Linked DNA regions of Macaca fascicularis: region 1 is linked to region 2. The links are chromatin contacts, called in public Hi-C maps. All regions are on one chromosome and are shown on one strand. Each heading gives the region's core, a stretch centred on a gene start, on an enhancer-like site or on the middle of the called end of the contact. The rest is flanking DNA. Distances are from core to core; before and after follow the strand shown. Region 1 overlaps INPP5A (inositol polyphosphate-5-phosphatase A). Region 2 holds the start of INPP5A (inositol polyphosphate-5-phosphatase A).

The links. Hi-C and Micro-C count contacts between places; a contact is called where the count stands out from the background.
Region 1: a Hi-C map of skeletal muscle shows a contact between it and region 2, with 4 times the contacts expected there. The contact joins the enhancer-like site here to the promoter of INPP5A in region 2.

The regions. Positions count from the first base shown.
Region 1 is chr9:141,707,928-141,711,477 of T2T-MFA8v1.1, forward strand. All of the region lies in intron 2 of INPP5A (inositol polyphosphate-5-phosphatase A), which reads left to right. Among named protein-coding and RNA genes, the nearest start is that of INPP5A, 110 kb to the left of the region's middle. Within about 2 kb of position 1,719, at least 2 of the 6 cell types and tissues checked have an H3K27ac peak or open chromatin away from gene starts, as enhancers often do.
Region 2 is chr9:141,601,374-141,604,944 of T2T-MFA8v1.1, forward strand. INPP5A (inositol polyphosphate-5-phosphatase A) reads left to right here and starts at 1,826. Exons shown (of 16, transcript XM_065521648.2): 1 at 1,826-2,196. The coding sequence starts at 2,122.

The sequences.
Region 1 (3,550 bases), core at 469-2,968, 110 kb after region 2:
GTCCATGAGGGAAAGGTGTCCATGAGGGAAAGGCGTCCATGAGGGAAAGAGGTCCATGAGGAAAAGGCATCCATGAGGGAAAGGGATCCATGAGGGAAAGGCGTCCATGAGGGAAAGGCGTCCATGAGGAAAAGGCATCCATGAGGGAAAGGCGTCCATGAGGGAAAGAGGTCCATGAGGAAAAGAGGTCCATGAGGGAAAGGCGTCCATGAGGGAAAGGCGTCCATGAGGGAAAGGCGTCCATGAGGGAAAGGCGTCCATGAGGAAAAGGCGTCCATGAGGGAAAGGCGTCCATGAGGGAAAGGCGTCCATGAGGGAGGGCGCCCATGACGGGAGGACGTCCATGAGGGGAGGCTGTCTTTGATGGAAAGGTGTCTGCAAGGGGAAGGCGTCTATGGGTTTTCGGCAGCATAGCTGAGCAGAGCATGCAGTGAGAACTCTCGGGATCTTGTGAATCCCAGGAAGGGAGGGGGAGACAGGTGTTTGAGGAGCCTGTGGAGGCAAGGGGCAAGCTTTGGGGGGTGGGGGCCTTGTGGAAAGGGGGAACTGGGAAGGTCGGAGGGGAGAAACGATCATCAGGGCACTGAGACGGGGAGCCAGGAGCTGAGTCAGTGGCTTTATGAGACTCTTCATACTTTGGGTCCCATTACCCTGCTCCAGATGGGCTGAAGGGTCAGGGATCGCTTCAGTCCCTTCGGGAGCTTGCCGTGGCCAGAGTGAGAAAGGGCTGTCGTGAAAATCTGCATGGCGGCTGGCCTTGCGAAAGAGGCTTCCAGAAGGTGTTCTTTTATATGATGGCTGCGAGGCCGCAGTTGCTGTTACCATCATGGAAGCCAGGCCAGGGTGGGGGAGCGGGTGGGGCCTTGGTCGCATCTGCCGTAACCCTGGACTTAACCTTGCCCTGCCTTGTGCGGCGGTGGGGGGTGGGGGGTGGTGTGGAGACCGGGGGAGGAGGGGGAGACGTGCTTCTTAAACTAGAACTGATTTGCAGGAGGTTCGATGGCCCAAGCCAGGACTTTGTGCGGGTTAGAGCCCTGCGTTTCCACCTCTGCCCGTGGTGTCTCCAGCAGCAGCTTCAGGCTCCATCGGCAGATTTGCTTAAGTCACTTGCCCTGCCTCTGGGGAAAGGCTGCTGCGTGTGGTCAGCGTGGTGACCCTAAAACTCCGGGCTGTGCTTGGGTGGGGAGCGTTGGGTCCCACGCCCCTCCCCATGGCAGGGCCAAGGAGAGGCAGCTCCAGATCACACAGGCTGGCCAGGCTGCCTGTGGTGAGGTCATGGAAACTCATGGTGTCCTATGTGCAGGGCGGAGAGAAGAACAGGCCCCTGCCCACACAGCTGCTCCGTGCGCCCTGGCCGGTCCCATCGGCTGCGCCTTGAGGAGGCCGTCTGACCAGGGGCATGTGGGAACCTGGGTCTGGTTGGTCACACACAGACCTCTTCCTGGGATCCCTGCACCTGTTGCAGCCCAGCCCAGCCCTGAAGGGACCTGGAGAGGAGAGCCCCCACCCAGGGCAAGGGTGGGCAGCGGGGATTTTAGGGATTTTAAACAGAGTATTTTCCAGGCGTTGTTGGCAAATAGCAGTGGCCTTTTTCTATCGAGAAATTCCCGTGTCCCTCTGCGTGCCTTATCTTGGCACGGGGCTTCCACTGGGGTGCTGTGCAGGATGTAATTCCTTTTTAGGTCACTCCGATATTCCTCTTTGGAGGACGCCTGACAAGGCCTGGCTGTTGCTATTTTTAACACCGAGTCTTGGCCGTGCCGATGGACGTGGCCTGGGCAGGGCTGTGCTGCCCGTTTCCTGGGAACCAGGGGCCCTTCGTGCTGGGCCCAGCTCCGCGTCAGAAACAGGTGCTGCTTGTTGCTTGGCTGGTGAACGTGCTCTTTCTTGCCGTGCCTTTCCGAGATATTTTTCTTGGGCCTTCCTATGAAGCATCCAGGTCAAGAACACTAATAAAACAACCCAGGTGTTTTTAGTGACTACCCTTTTTTCCTTTAAGTTAGGAGCACCTGCTCTTTCACTGTAGAATTTTGGTGAAGAAAATGCACAGCTTTGGGCCATGACTTCCCTGATCGTTCCAAGGTCACGCGTGCCAGTGTCATTGTCACTCAGGGCGTGAAGTGCTAAGCAGAAGCTCAGACTTGTGGGTGGAGACGTGCACCCCGTGGGGGCTTGTGTCTGTTCACAGCCATGCCAGATAACCGGGGGACACTGTCACATCTGTGCTGTGCAGCGGCGTGTTTCCAGCCAGGCCTGTCCCAAGCGTGCTGTCCGACGCTGTGGCGTGGCCTTTCCTGTCCATCCTCTGTGGTCCAGCAGGATGTTTTGTTGAAAGGATCTTTGTCCAGCATCGTGCAGGCTGCAGAGGCTCCCAGGCCAACCCCGGGGAGCTCCTCGGCTTCCTGCACCTGCCTAGGGCTCTGTGTGTGGCCGTGTCCTCCCGGTTCCCCGGCGCCTGCGTCCCCCGTGTCCTCCCGGTTCTCCGGTGCCTGCATCCCCTGTGGCTGTATCTCTCTGGTATGGGCCAACGCCTATGGTGTGAGTGGCCGTGTCCTCCCGGTTCCCCGGCGCCTGTGTCCCCGGTGGCTGTATCTCTCTGGTATGGGCCAACGCCTATGGTGTGAGTGGCCGTGTCCTCCCGGTTCCCCGGCGCCTGTGTCCCCGGTGGCTGTATCTCTCTGGTATGGGCCAACGCCTATGGTGTGAGTGGCCGTGTCCGGCTCGTGCCACCTCACTCTGTCCAGCCTGTGCTGAGCCTGGACGCCAGCACTGTCGACACCTCCCAGCGACCGTCTCAGGAAGGCATGTGCCGAAGTGGACACTCAGAGGCGGGGAACCAGGCCCCGGAGTCCCTGCCAGGAGGGGTCCAGCAGGAGCCTGTGCCCGGCGAGCTTCCTGGAAAGCTCACACTTCCACCCACCACCACTGCACCCAGCCCAGATTGTCACGGGCACTGACCGAACTGATCAGGAACTTGGGAGCCAGGGGTGAAATGCAGCCATTATTAAAAATCAAATTATATAAACCTATAATAAAGTAAATATGTTAAAACCCAAGGCAATAAATGCCCTACACCCATCACTTCCTAATGATTGTCCTGCTACATAGAATCTTGATTATTTAGCTCTGTGTCTGTGTGAGGGAGATACACAGTATTTGATGTGTGAGTGATGGTGCCTTGCTGAGCACCTCTCCTGCCCCAGGTTCAGTGATGCCACATCGGCAGCTTAGCGTTGGCCATGGCGGGGCATTCAGACCTCAACAGGGCAGACCCAGGGCCTCGCCTGGAGAGCTAGTATTGAGCCCTTTCGAGCACACCACTGCCTGGGGAGTTGGGGGGCTGGTTCTGTCTCCCTTCCCCGTGGAGGAGGCAGGGGCTCCTGGGTGCTGCTTACTTGTCAGGTAAAGACATTGCAACAAAAGTGCCCTGTCCCTGGCTGCCTTTTGTGGTGGTGCTAGCTCTCCATCAGCTTCAGTAGTGAGCCTCAGCTCTTGGACCCTCTGCTTGACTCCCTTTGGTGGGAGAGGTGCTTGAATCCTGGCTGTTGGG
Region 2 (3,571 bases), core at 576-3,075:
ACTTCCCACTGTTCACTCACACTGCTGCTTCTTTTGCACATGTAAGGGTGGGCAGAGCACTGAGCTCTTTCTGTTAAACACCAGCCCTGTTGTGAGACTTAACACTAGTTACCCCCGCTAGCCCACCTCCAAACAGTCACACTGGGGGTTCGGGCTTCAACCCATAAACTTGGGGGAGGTGTGTGTGTGGCAGAATTCAGTCTGTAGCAGGCAACTACTGAATAAAGTAGACACTGGTTTATACATCAAATGGATTTTGCTGGAGTCAGGCTCAGTATGGCTGTAAGGAGGAACCCTGGAGGTATTAACACAAGCTGGTGATGCCGCCTCTGCGCAGGCCTGAGGCCCGAGCCTGCAGCACCTTCCCTCTCACACTGCCCTGGCAGCGGGTGTCATCCTAGAACAGAACAAGCCCCTTTTGATGTCACTGGGCATTGCCTTGGCGGTTTACTAAGAAGCTGGAGACTGGCCTCGCTAGAGCCCATTGCCAGGCCCTGGCCACCCCTAAATCTGTGTCCACAATACCCTCTGGAGTGCCTGCTCTGCATGGTGGCCACTGGCCACACAGGGCTGCAGATCAGTGGAAGCGGCCTTGTGGGCTGCTGCCAAGACTCAGGTGCCCGTGCAAAGCCTTCCTGGGAAGGAATCTAACTGAGGTTGTTAAATACTGGTTACATGTTGAATGATGTATTTATCTATTGCGTTAAGTAAAACGTATTGTTAATTTTGGCTATTACTTGTTACCTTTAAAAAATGTAGCTACTAGAAGCTTAAGATGAAAAATGTGGTTCTCCTCCTCCGTCTACAAGCTTGTCCTGTTCAGGGCAGCGGTGTCCCCGCGGCCTCAGACCCAGGGTCCAGCCCGTGCCCTGGCACCTCCGGCGGCCAGGATCAGCATCGCTGCCCCGGGCCCCGCGCCGAGCCGGCTGTTCCTCCGCGCTCTGCGCTCCTGGACCCTCACCAGCCCCTCTCCCCGCCGAGCCCCTTTAGTCCCTGCGAGGGTTCCCCGCACGCCCCACGCTGAGACCAGCCTGGCCTCCGGGACATCAGGGTGCGCCCCGCGGACTCCCGGCCTGACGCCGCCTCCCCTCTGTCTTCTCTGGGCCGCAGCCGCTCCTCGTGAGTGAAGTCGCGGCTCGGGAGCCGGGTGGACGCGCCGGGAAGCTGCACAATCCAGGCTCCGTCTGCGGGGAGAGCCTGGCGCACGTGGCCCGGCCCCTGCAGGTGCGAGTGCTGCCGCCCCGGTGGGCTTCCCTCCCCGGCACGCCCGGTACGCTGCTGGACCACTGCGGCCGCGCACTCGTGGTGGCGGGACGGTCCCCCGGGAACCGCAAGAGAGCGCACCCGCCGCCGGCGCCGGGAACACACTGCCCCTTTAAGAGGTGCGGCCGGAGCAGGGCCGTGACGTCATAGAAGTGCGAAGGGCGGAGTCTGTGCGCAGCCGCGGTGCGGGGGGCGGAGCGGGGGCGCGGCGTCCTTGCGGGCCTGACTGACAGGAGCGCAGTGGAGGAGCGGCCAGTACCAGGCCGCCGGACTCAGGAGTCCCCCGCGTAGGCCCCGCCCCGAGACAGGCCCCGCCTCCACGAGGGCCCCAAGTTCCGCACAGGCCACGCCCCTTCCACAGGTCCCGCCCCACTCTGTTCAGATCTAAGCCCAGCTCAGGCCCCGCCCCCGAGGCTCCGCCCCCTCGCAAAGCCCCCGCCCCGGGCCTAGCTCCACCCCGCACGGGCCCCGCCCCAGGCCCGGCTCCACCCCGAGTCAGGCTCCGCCCCGCGCAGGCCCCGCCCTGGGCTCGGCTCCGAGGGGCGGGACTTGCCCTCAGCCTGAGTCGGCGGCGGCTGCGGGAACTTTCCCAGCGGATCTAATGGCTGCGCGCGGGCCACTGTGAGGCGCGGCGGCGAGCGACGGGCGCGGGGCCGCGGAGCAGCGAGCGAGCGAGCGAGCGAGCGCGAGGCCGGAGCCCCGGCCAGGCCCGGCCGACCCGCCGAGCCCGCGATGCGCCCCGGGGCCGCCCCCCGGCGCAGCTGACGCCCCGCGGCCCCGCGAAGACCCCGGCCGGCCGGTCCCGGAGGAAGCGGCCGCCGCCGCCGCCCAGCCCTGCGCCCGCGCCGCCCGGGCACCATGGCGGGGAAGGTGGCCGCTCCGGGCACCGCGGTGCTGCTGGTCACGGCCAACGTGGGCTCGCTCTTCGACGACGTAAGTGCCCCGCGCCGGCGGCAGGCCCCGACCCCAAGCCCGGGACCCCCGACCCTGACCCCGGGGTCCGGAACTCCAAGCCCTGGACCCTGGACCTTGAACCTCCAGACCTCAAGGCCTCAGACTCTGATCCTTGTACCCAGGACCCCAGACTCTTGTCCTGATTCCCAAGTCTGGGAGCCCAGACCCCTTGATCCCCAAGCCCGAGACCTGAAGACCTGGGCCCTGAACCCCGAACCCCATCCTCCAGCAGCTGACCGTTGACCCTGGGACCCTGCCTCTGAACTCCTGTTTCCAAATCCTGACCTGGAAACTCCAATATTAAAACCCTGTCAGATCCCCTGTTAACAGTCCTTGGAACCCAAACCCCAGAAACAGGGTCTGTGCGCACAAAACCCTGCCCCAGCCCTGATTTCCGAATCCTCAGAACCCTGGCCCTGGAATGCCCATCCCCAACCCTGGCCCTGAACCCCAGATCCATGGTCACTGGAATCACAAATCCTGACTGCAGAACCCTGGTTACAGAACCTGGTCTCAAACCTCTGTCTCTGGTCCCTGAGCCCTGGACCCCAGCCCTGAAACATAACCACAAACACTAACCCAGGAACTTCTGACACTGGGCTGTGGCCCCAGCCTCCTGTCCCTGTTCCCCAAACCCTGAATTCTAGCCCAAGAATCCCAGCCTTCATACTGTGGTCCTTGCCCCTAAAGCCAATCTAGCCTGACTCTGAACCCTGAATTTCAAGCTCAGGCCCCAGCTTATGGCCCTGAACCCCTGTCCTCGACCCCTGAACCTGGAACCCTGGTTCCAGAGTCAGGCCCCAAACCCAATTCTGAACCCGGCCCCTAACTCTGGTTCCTAGATCCCATCCTTGGCCCCTTTCTCCAAAACGCTCCTGCCCCTGAATCCTGAATCCTGAATCCTGATCATTAAGCCTGGGCCTTGAGCCTGCTTCCCAAACTCTAACCCTTGACTCCCACCCCTGGTCCCTGTCCTCTGAGCCTAGGCCCTCCTCTCTGGCTGTCAGCCCCAGCTCCTGTATGCCTGGGTGCCGGCCTCACTGTCCGTCGGTCCCTGCAAGGCCAGAGGATAGGGTGCCCTCATTTAACCCTGCCACTTAGTGTCTCTTTAGTTCTTAAATAAGGGAAGTCTGTTGAAAGCCCTGTAGGACTTTATATTTTTTATTTATTGAGGAAAAAGATGCTGAGAAGCTCTTTAGGGGCAGAAAGGGGATGCTGATTGCCTATGGCCTTTACCTTCTAGGGCTCCTCCCACCCAAGCCTCAGTCCCACCCAGGATCCTGGGGGCACCCCCGTCTCTGGAGAGACCAGGGAGCTAAGGCTCAGGGCGCACTGGGAGCTCCCCAGAGGCAGG